Linked DNA regions of Mus musculus: region 2 is linked to region 1. A link is a contact called in public promoter capture Hi-C data. All regions are on one chromosome and are shown on one strand. Each heading gives the region's core, a stretch centred on a gene start, on an enhancer-like site or on the middle of the called end of the contact. The rest is flanking DNA. Distances are from core to core; before and after follow the strand shown. Region 1 holds the start of Ubald2 (UBA-like domain containing 2). Region 2 holds the start of Cbx4 (chromobox 4).

What was found. Promoter capture Hi-C pulls out the DNA fragments that hold promoters and counts their contacts.
Region 2: a promoter capture Hi-C map of liver shows a contact between it and region 1, with 2.9 times the contacts expected there. The contact joins the promoter of Cbx4 here to the promoter of Ubald2 in region 1. A contact is called at or near these places in 1 of 39 promoter capture datasets (liver) and 1 of 484 Hi-C or Micro-C datasets (B cells).

Annotation. Positions count from the first base shown.
Region 1 is chr11:116,432,126-116,435,649 of GRCm38.p6, reverse strand. Ubald2 (UBA-like domain containing 2) reads right to left here and starts at 1,556. Exons shown (of 3, transcript NM_176902.3): 1 at 1,222-1,556; 2 at 1,029-1,091. The coding sequence starts at 1,341.
Region 2 is chr11:119,083,680-119,087,651 of GRCm38.p6, reverse strand. It overlaps Cbx4 (chromobox 4), which reads left to right and starts at 1,415. Exons shown (of 5, transcript NM_007625.2): 1 at 1,415-1,703; 2 at 1,852-1,895; 3 at 3,024-3,089. The coding sequence starts at 1,635.

The DNA of each region.
Region 1 (3,524 bases), core at 307-2,806:
GGGGGCGGCTCGTTTTTGTCAGAAGAAAAAAGTGCTGAGAACAAGATACAGCAGAAGATCCACATGTAGTCTTGTCTCCTGGGGACAAGGACACCAAAAAAAACAAAAAAGTCCAATGGCAGATCTCTTAGGGAATAATGTTTTACCACCCCTCTCCTGGGCTCAGGCCCTCCTACACGTTTGGAGCTAATAGCTAACTAGGAGTTAGAGCAGAGAAGGGATGTGCCTGGCCTCAGGAAAGCAGGGTACCCACTGGCCAGAGGGCAAAGGCTCTAGCCTGGAGCCAAGTTGGAAGAGGACAAATCCAGGCTCCAAGAACTATTTCCTGGACTGTTTTGTTTCTTAACATACTGAGATTAAAAGAAATTCTTGGCCTCACCTTAGGTATATAAATCTGTATATCCTCCATAAAGGTTATGTTCCCTGGAGGCTTTGGAAGGGCCAGCCTACCTTTGTGGGTAGAGTTGGACTTCCGGAGCCAGGGTGGATCTATCCCTCCCCTGCTTCCTGCAGCACTGGGTGGGTGGGTGGTGTGTGTGTGTGTGTGTGTGTGCACACGGCTGTGTTTGTTGCACCAAGACACAAATCCCTACCTCAGTCGTGTGTGTGTGTGTGTGTGTGTGTGTGTTTTGCATCAAGACACAAATCCCTCAGTCCCCCACCACCCCGAAGTCCCCAAAGGTCTGGTTATCCTCGAGCCCCTTCCCCATCCTCTGCTATCAGAATCGCAACATCCTGCTGGAAGCCGTCTTCCCTTCCTTCTACCCCCACCTCCCCAACACCAAGGCCCTTACACCCAGGGCACAGCGCCCAGCACAGGGCCTCAGGCCCCGATCCAGCGGCCTGGAGGCGGGTCCCAAAGTTGGGCGAGCCAGCGCCGGCCTGGGAGCGCTCTTTCCTGGAAGACATTTTGGCTCTTTGTTTACATTCGCGGCGCGCCGCTCCCCGGCAACATGGCTGTCACCGGCGCGGCTGACAGCGACCCTGCCGCACCGAGCGCCCCCTCCGCGGCCCTGGGGAACACTTACCATCTGCGGGTGGTGGTGGCTGTTGGGAATGTTGCTTTCTTGAAAGAACGTGCTTAGGGCGGTCTGCGGACAAAATACGGGACGCAGCGGCGTGAGCGAGGCCTGGCCGCCCCGGCCCCCCCCCCCCCCGCCGCGGCCCCCCTACGCGGCCCCCGGCTCCCACGCGCGCTCCCGACCCCGGCCCGGTGCACACCTCGAACTGCCAGTGCGCCGCTTGCAGCAGCTGCTGCGCCTGATCGGCCGCGCAGCCCGCGGCCAGCACGAACTGGTTGATCATGACCTGGTGCCGCAGCTCGTCCGTGTTCACCGACATGGCGCTGGGCGGCCGCCCCGGGCTCACGCTCGCAGCTCCGCCGCCGCCCGGCGAATGTTGTGGTTCGGCTCGCGCGGCCGCGCCGACGCCGCAAACAACAGCGCGGGGCGGGGCCGCCAGGCCCAACGTTCGGGGGCCGTGAGCCGACGCCGCTGATTGGCCCACGCGCAGCCCAGCCAGCCGCCGGCTCCCACACGGACGTTCGATTCGAATCCTGCGGCGGGCCCGGCCGCTCTGTTTCTCTCCTCGCCTGGCCGCGCCCATTGGCGGAGTCGGTGCCGCGGGGGCACCCCGGCATTGGCCAGCCTCCGTGTTTTGGCTCCTCCGAGTTGGTGGTTGGCTGGGGCCGCCATCGGGAGGCGGGGCGTGATGCGCTGATTGGCCTACCGTAGGCCTGTTTGAACTCAACTCGAAAACCCTGACCGCGTTCTGATTGGTGGAGGTCATCAGTGTTTGCTGTTGTAGGCGTGGGGGTGGTGCTGGCCAAGTTCATTCATTACTTCATTGAAACTGAACATGCTCAGCTGGAAAAGCAAGACGGAGTGGCTTTGACTCATTTCCTCTGAAAGATGTGGTCATCTCGAGAAACAGAACGATCAAAATAGAAAACACACAGAACCTTCGCAGCTACTCGACTCTCAAGAGTATTTAAATTTTTAAATAGCTTCTAAACAGTCTCTCTTAAAAAAAAAAGAAAAGAAAAAGAAAACTTTTGAAACATGGCAGACAGATCCTGGGTTCAATTTCTTAACACCACAAAACAAAACAAAACAAAACAACACAAAAGAACCAGGCGTAGTGACCACATGGTTTTAATTTCAGGGCTCAGTGGGAGGTAGAGGCATTCGGATAGCTCTGAGTTCGAGGCCAGTCTTGCCTACATGGTGAGTTAGTTCCAGGACAGCCAGCAGGGCTACATAGAGAAACTCTCCAAACACACACACACACACACACACACACACACACACACACACACACACACACACGGGGGTGGGGGGGAATAGCCAGTGCCAGGGCATGCTTTGCATAATCCAGCCTCGGGGTTTAAAAACCTTATGCTTTAAAAAAAAAAAAAAAAAAAAAAGTACCTGTTTTCAGCATGAAGACATTTTCTTTGTCATTATTCCCTGATCAAGAGGACATTGATACATCTATTCACATGAAACTTACATTGTATTGGGTATTAAAGTGACCTAAAGATGATTTAAGGTACACAAGATGGTGAAGTTGGCTGGTAGGAAAAAATGACACATGGTATAAGAGCCCCACTTATCCAAGGATTCTAGACCATGGGGAGCGGGCAGGAACTGTTTCCACCCTGATCTGGAGGATCGGATTGGGAATTTACTGTGAAGGCTCCTGTTTCAGGAAGACATATACTGTTTTTCATCAGAACTAATTACAGCGAAGGTTCTAACTAGTTAGGGTGTGCAGAACAGAAGGACAGAACAGAAGAAAGCAAACCTCACTTCTATTTCTTTGCCAGTGAAGGCAGAGGCAGTGAGAGTCGCTTTCCATGGTGTGGGTGTAAAACCAGACTGGGGTTGACAAACTTGGCAGCAAGCGCCTTTACTCACTGAACTCTTTTTATTTTACCTAAAAGGACTAAATGTTCTCTTTAAGAGAACTTGCCCGTTTTTTAGAAAGTATCTAGCTAAGAATAAGGTTACAACTGATGTTTGCACACCAATGAATGCACAGCTGGCTGGAGAGCTCTCCTAGCCTACCAGAAGCCCCGGCTACCTCCCCAGCTCCACAAGAAGAGAACAAAAAGCTTTGGGCGCAAGGATGAGTTAATCTTGTTTCTTTTGTCTTCTGTTTTGTTTGTTTGTTTTGAAGGGGTAGGAGTACTATAATTATCTTTAGATATCCCCAAAACGCCCACGGGCTGAGGCTGTAAGTGTGCCTGGGAAGTCAAGTATAGACCCCCCCCCCCCAGCCGTGTTTCAGGGTCCCCTAAAGCTGTTGACACTCAACTTCTTTTATGTAGCATAGCATAACACAGCATAGCGTTTGTACATAACCCCTACACAGCCTCATATATTGTACATAACCTCTAAAATGCCTTATAATACCTAATAGAACGTAAGCACTAATAGTTGTACTGTATTGTTCAAGAAATAGGGAGGGGAAATCTGTGCATGTTTAAAAAAAGAAAAAAGTCTGTACCGATACAATTTTCT
Region 2 (3,972 bases), core at 166-2,665, 2.7 Mb before region 1:
TCAGCCAAGGGATTGCGCAAGCTTCCTGCTCCACGTTCTTCAGGAGCCCTGAGCTGGGGCCCCGGACGCACCACAGGCAAGGCACACCCTTACCCTCCCACTTAGAATGGCATGTTCTCTGTCAAGTCTACCCACTGCGACCCCACGGATCTCCCAGGCCCACTGTGGCGCCCTCGGAAGGCCGCGTCTGGCGCAGCAGCTCCCCCAGCCGGACGCTGGCGCTGAATACCCCTGAACGTGCGGGGCTGGCCGGCTCCGAGGTGCTAAACTTCACACTCCAGGGCTCCAAAGGCCGCGTCAGCAGGGCTTGGCTGTCAGAGACCAGAGGACGGGAATTCAGGAAGACACTGTGGCTCCTTGGCCATTTCCCCTCCCCTTCTCGCAGTCCACTCATCCACCAACCCTCCGCCTCAACATCTACTTGGTCCTCCCCACTCTTACTTTTGAGGCTCTTCCATGAAGCCCCACGAAGTCCCCTTGGACCCCCCAGACTCATTCACCCCCATATTCATTCTCTCTCTCTCTCTCTCTCTCTCTCTCTCTCTCTCTCTCTCTCTCCCCCTCTCTCTCTCTCGCTCTCTCTCTCTCTCTCTCTCTCTTCTCCCAGCATCTCAGACTAAGCAAGAGGCCTTGCTTAGAAACTGCCCCTTCCCCGCGAATGAGTGAACCAAGTGTAAATTAGAAGCCGTTCAGAATCTTGGGTGGCATCGGATTCAGAGCCCCTTTCTGCTGAGGTTCTTGAGTGCTAAATGCCCCGTGGCCAGCTGTTTCTTTGTCCCTGTCTTCGCCTCTCCGTGCTCCTCCACTTGTCCAAGTCCTCAGTCTTCTGGCTCTTTCTCTCCCCACCTCGCGGCCTAAATGCCCAGAGACTGGCGGGGCGGGGCGGTGGGCACCGAGGGTGGGGTCCTGAACTGCCCCCGCCTCCATTCCGCCCCCTGCCGGAAAGTCCCCTGTGCTTCCAGAGCTCTGCTGGACAGATGTAGTTGGGAGCAACTGTAAAGTGCAGCGGGTGCTTCCGTGGCCCCCAGCAGGGATCCCCGGGCCTTGCACAAGCAGAAACAGAGGCCGAGGGTGGGGACGGGAGAGTCCCAAGTGTCCGGCTGCGGATCAGAGTGGGCCCGGTCGAGGTGCCCACCCTGGCCGCCTAGGCAGAGACACCTCTATTCCGCGGCCCCAGCTCACTTTCCCGGCTCTCAGATCCCTCCCCTGCACCTCCCCGCGCCCTCCTCCTCCCCAGCCTCCTCCCGCGCCCTCCTCCTTCCCTGCTGCCCAGACCGGGGGCCTCGGGTAGGCCGGGCTGCGCCAATCCGAGGCGCGTCCCGCCTCCTGACGCCGAGCTGGGCCCTGCGAGGCCCCGCCCGCTGACGTCCGGGATTTGCATGAGTTCTCGTGCCGCGGCGGCCCGGGCTCAGTTGTCTGAGCGAGCGAGCGAGCGAGCGAGCGCGAGCTGAGAGCCGGCGGGTGCAGGCAGCGGCGGCGGCGGCGGCGGCCAGGCTGTTGAGGGGCGAGTGGCGGCGGCGGGGGCCGGGCGCGTGGCGAGGTCCACGCGCAGGATCGTATCGGGGCGCCGGCGGGAGCTAGCTGTGTCTGCAGCCGCGCCGGCCGCTTGCGCCCCTGAGCGCTCGGGTTCGGCCATGGAGCTGCCAGCTGTTGGCGAGCACGTCTTCGCGGTGGAGAGCATCGAAAAGAAGCGGATACGCAAGGTAGGGGTGGCGCGCGGGTGGCGGCGCCGAGGCGCGGGAGCGGCGGCGGGAGCAGCGAGCGAGAGGCGCGGAGGGGGTGGGGAGGCTGCGGGCCGGAGCCGGGGATCCCGCGGAAGCTGATGGAGTGCTGTCTCTTCCCCCCCTACAGGGCAGAGTGGAGTATCTGGTGAAATGGAGAGGCTGGTCCCCCAAGTAAGTGGCGGCGGGGGCCGGGTGCCTCGGCACCAAGCGCCCTGGCCAGCAGACCCGTGGAGCTGGTGGGGTGGTGGGGGAGCGGACGGGAGGCGGGGTGGAGGTGGGGTGGAGAGAGGAGGGGGTGGGGAAGTCGGTGGCAGGCACTGGGAAGCGGAGCAGCCGAGCCCGAGCCGGGCGCCCTGTGTTGTGCTCCGCTCTCCGGGAAATGCCATCACTAATTTATGCGCTAAAAGGAGCCGGAGGAGCTGGAGAGACGCGGGGCCGAGCCCGGGAGGCCGGCGGAGGGAGGGAGGGCGCAGGCACTGACTGATGTGCAGCAGAAAATGGCTCCTTTCCCCTTTCCCTCCACCGAACGGCTCCATATTGCAAAACCAAAAAAAAAAAAAAAAATTTTTTTTAAAAGCGACGAAAATGCAATTGTATGCGTCCTCCCTCCTGGTGGTGCAGGGTAGGGAAGAAAAAAGACAGAAAATGTTGGGAACTGTCACTGCAGCTCTTTCGATGGGGAATTTTTTTTTTAATTTGAAATGCGAAGGCACCGGATGGAGACAGGCGCAGGCACACACACACACACACACACACACACACACACACTCGGAGAGGGAGAGGGAGAGGGAAAGAGAGGCATATTTTTGTACTGCTGAGTATTTGGGGTTTGCTTGCCAGTGACAGCGGTCTCCTGGGCCTTGAGGGGGGCGCTGAGCTGTGAGTTACCGGATTAGGGGTCCAATGCAGACCAGCTGAAGCCCTACTGGAGACTTGGGCTGGGGATAGGGAGGGGGACTGCGACTTTGCTTTTGGGCTGCTTTGCACGGAGGGTTTCTGGAGAGGAAAGTGGCCTTGGAACACGTCACAGTAACATGCTTAAAATTCTTGACGACTGCAAAATAAACTGCTAGTTTCGTTTTCTTCACCCCCTCCTTTCCTCCTGCCCTTGTGTGTGTATTTTAACTTGGGGGGTAATCAAGGGCCATGTTAAGCCTTAAGAAACCTACTGTCTACCCTCCACATCCATAGCCTTTGATTCAGGAAGCCACATAGGGCCTTATGTCATTCCCAACCTGGCCTTTTTTTTTTCTTACACTCTGCCCCCCCTCCCCGCCCCGTTCCTTTTTCACTTGCAAGATATAACACGTGGGAACCAGAGGAGAACATCTTGGATCCCCGGCTGCTGATCGCCTTCCAGAACAGGTGAGCAGCCTGCTGCCCTGGCCATACATAGGTGGGCCATAGGGGATGGATGACTGCTTGCAGCAGTGGGAAAAGGGGAAGGGGTGGGAGGGGGCAGGCAGGAGCCCCACCCCCAACAAATCCGGATGGGCAAGGCTGCGGCCTGGGCTTCTCTAACCAACGTCCTTGGCGGTTGCTGCAGCTTGGGAGTGGGGGCAGGGTAGGGCTGGGGAAGGTAGGCTTGTGTTTTGGGAAACTGCTGGAAGACTACGTGGGGATGACCCTGGATCTGCCTAGGAATACTGTACCTGAATTTCCGTGACCCCCTCCCTTGGCAACCTTGGAGCCCCACCCCCAGAGCCTAGGTGTTGCTTTCTGCAGCCACTGCTGGCTTGGCACGGGCACCTCGCGGGGCAGCTCTGAAGGAGCTGGCATTGTGAAACCGCCCCGAACGTCATGGAACTGAACTTAACCTTTTGGCAACCGGATAAAAGTTGACAAGGCCTTATGCCCCCAACCTCCGGGAGGAGGGGCTGGGGGACAGTGAATAGATGCTGTCCCGAGCCTGAGCGCCTCACAACCTTCGCTGCTGTATTTTGTGGGGTAAATTGCTCTATCAGATCGGCGGAAGGTTGGCCCGAGGGCATGAGTGAGCGCTGCCTGGTGGTTGTGGGGTGCCCATCCTCCTGCAAACAGATGCTTGCCACGATGCAGCTGCTGCAGCTGGATTCACCACTGGTGGCTGTGGTTCGCTGTTTCGTAGAGGGAGGGCGGGCGTGGGGGAGGGGGAGGAGTCCTCAGAGCCACGCCACCCCCAGCCTTCCATCCCTCTTTTATTTTGAAGTATTTCCTGTGGAGCGTTTGCCACTAAAACTGTAAACTCTAGACCCTGAGAGCTAAAGTT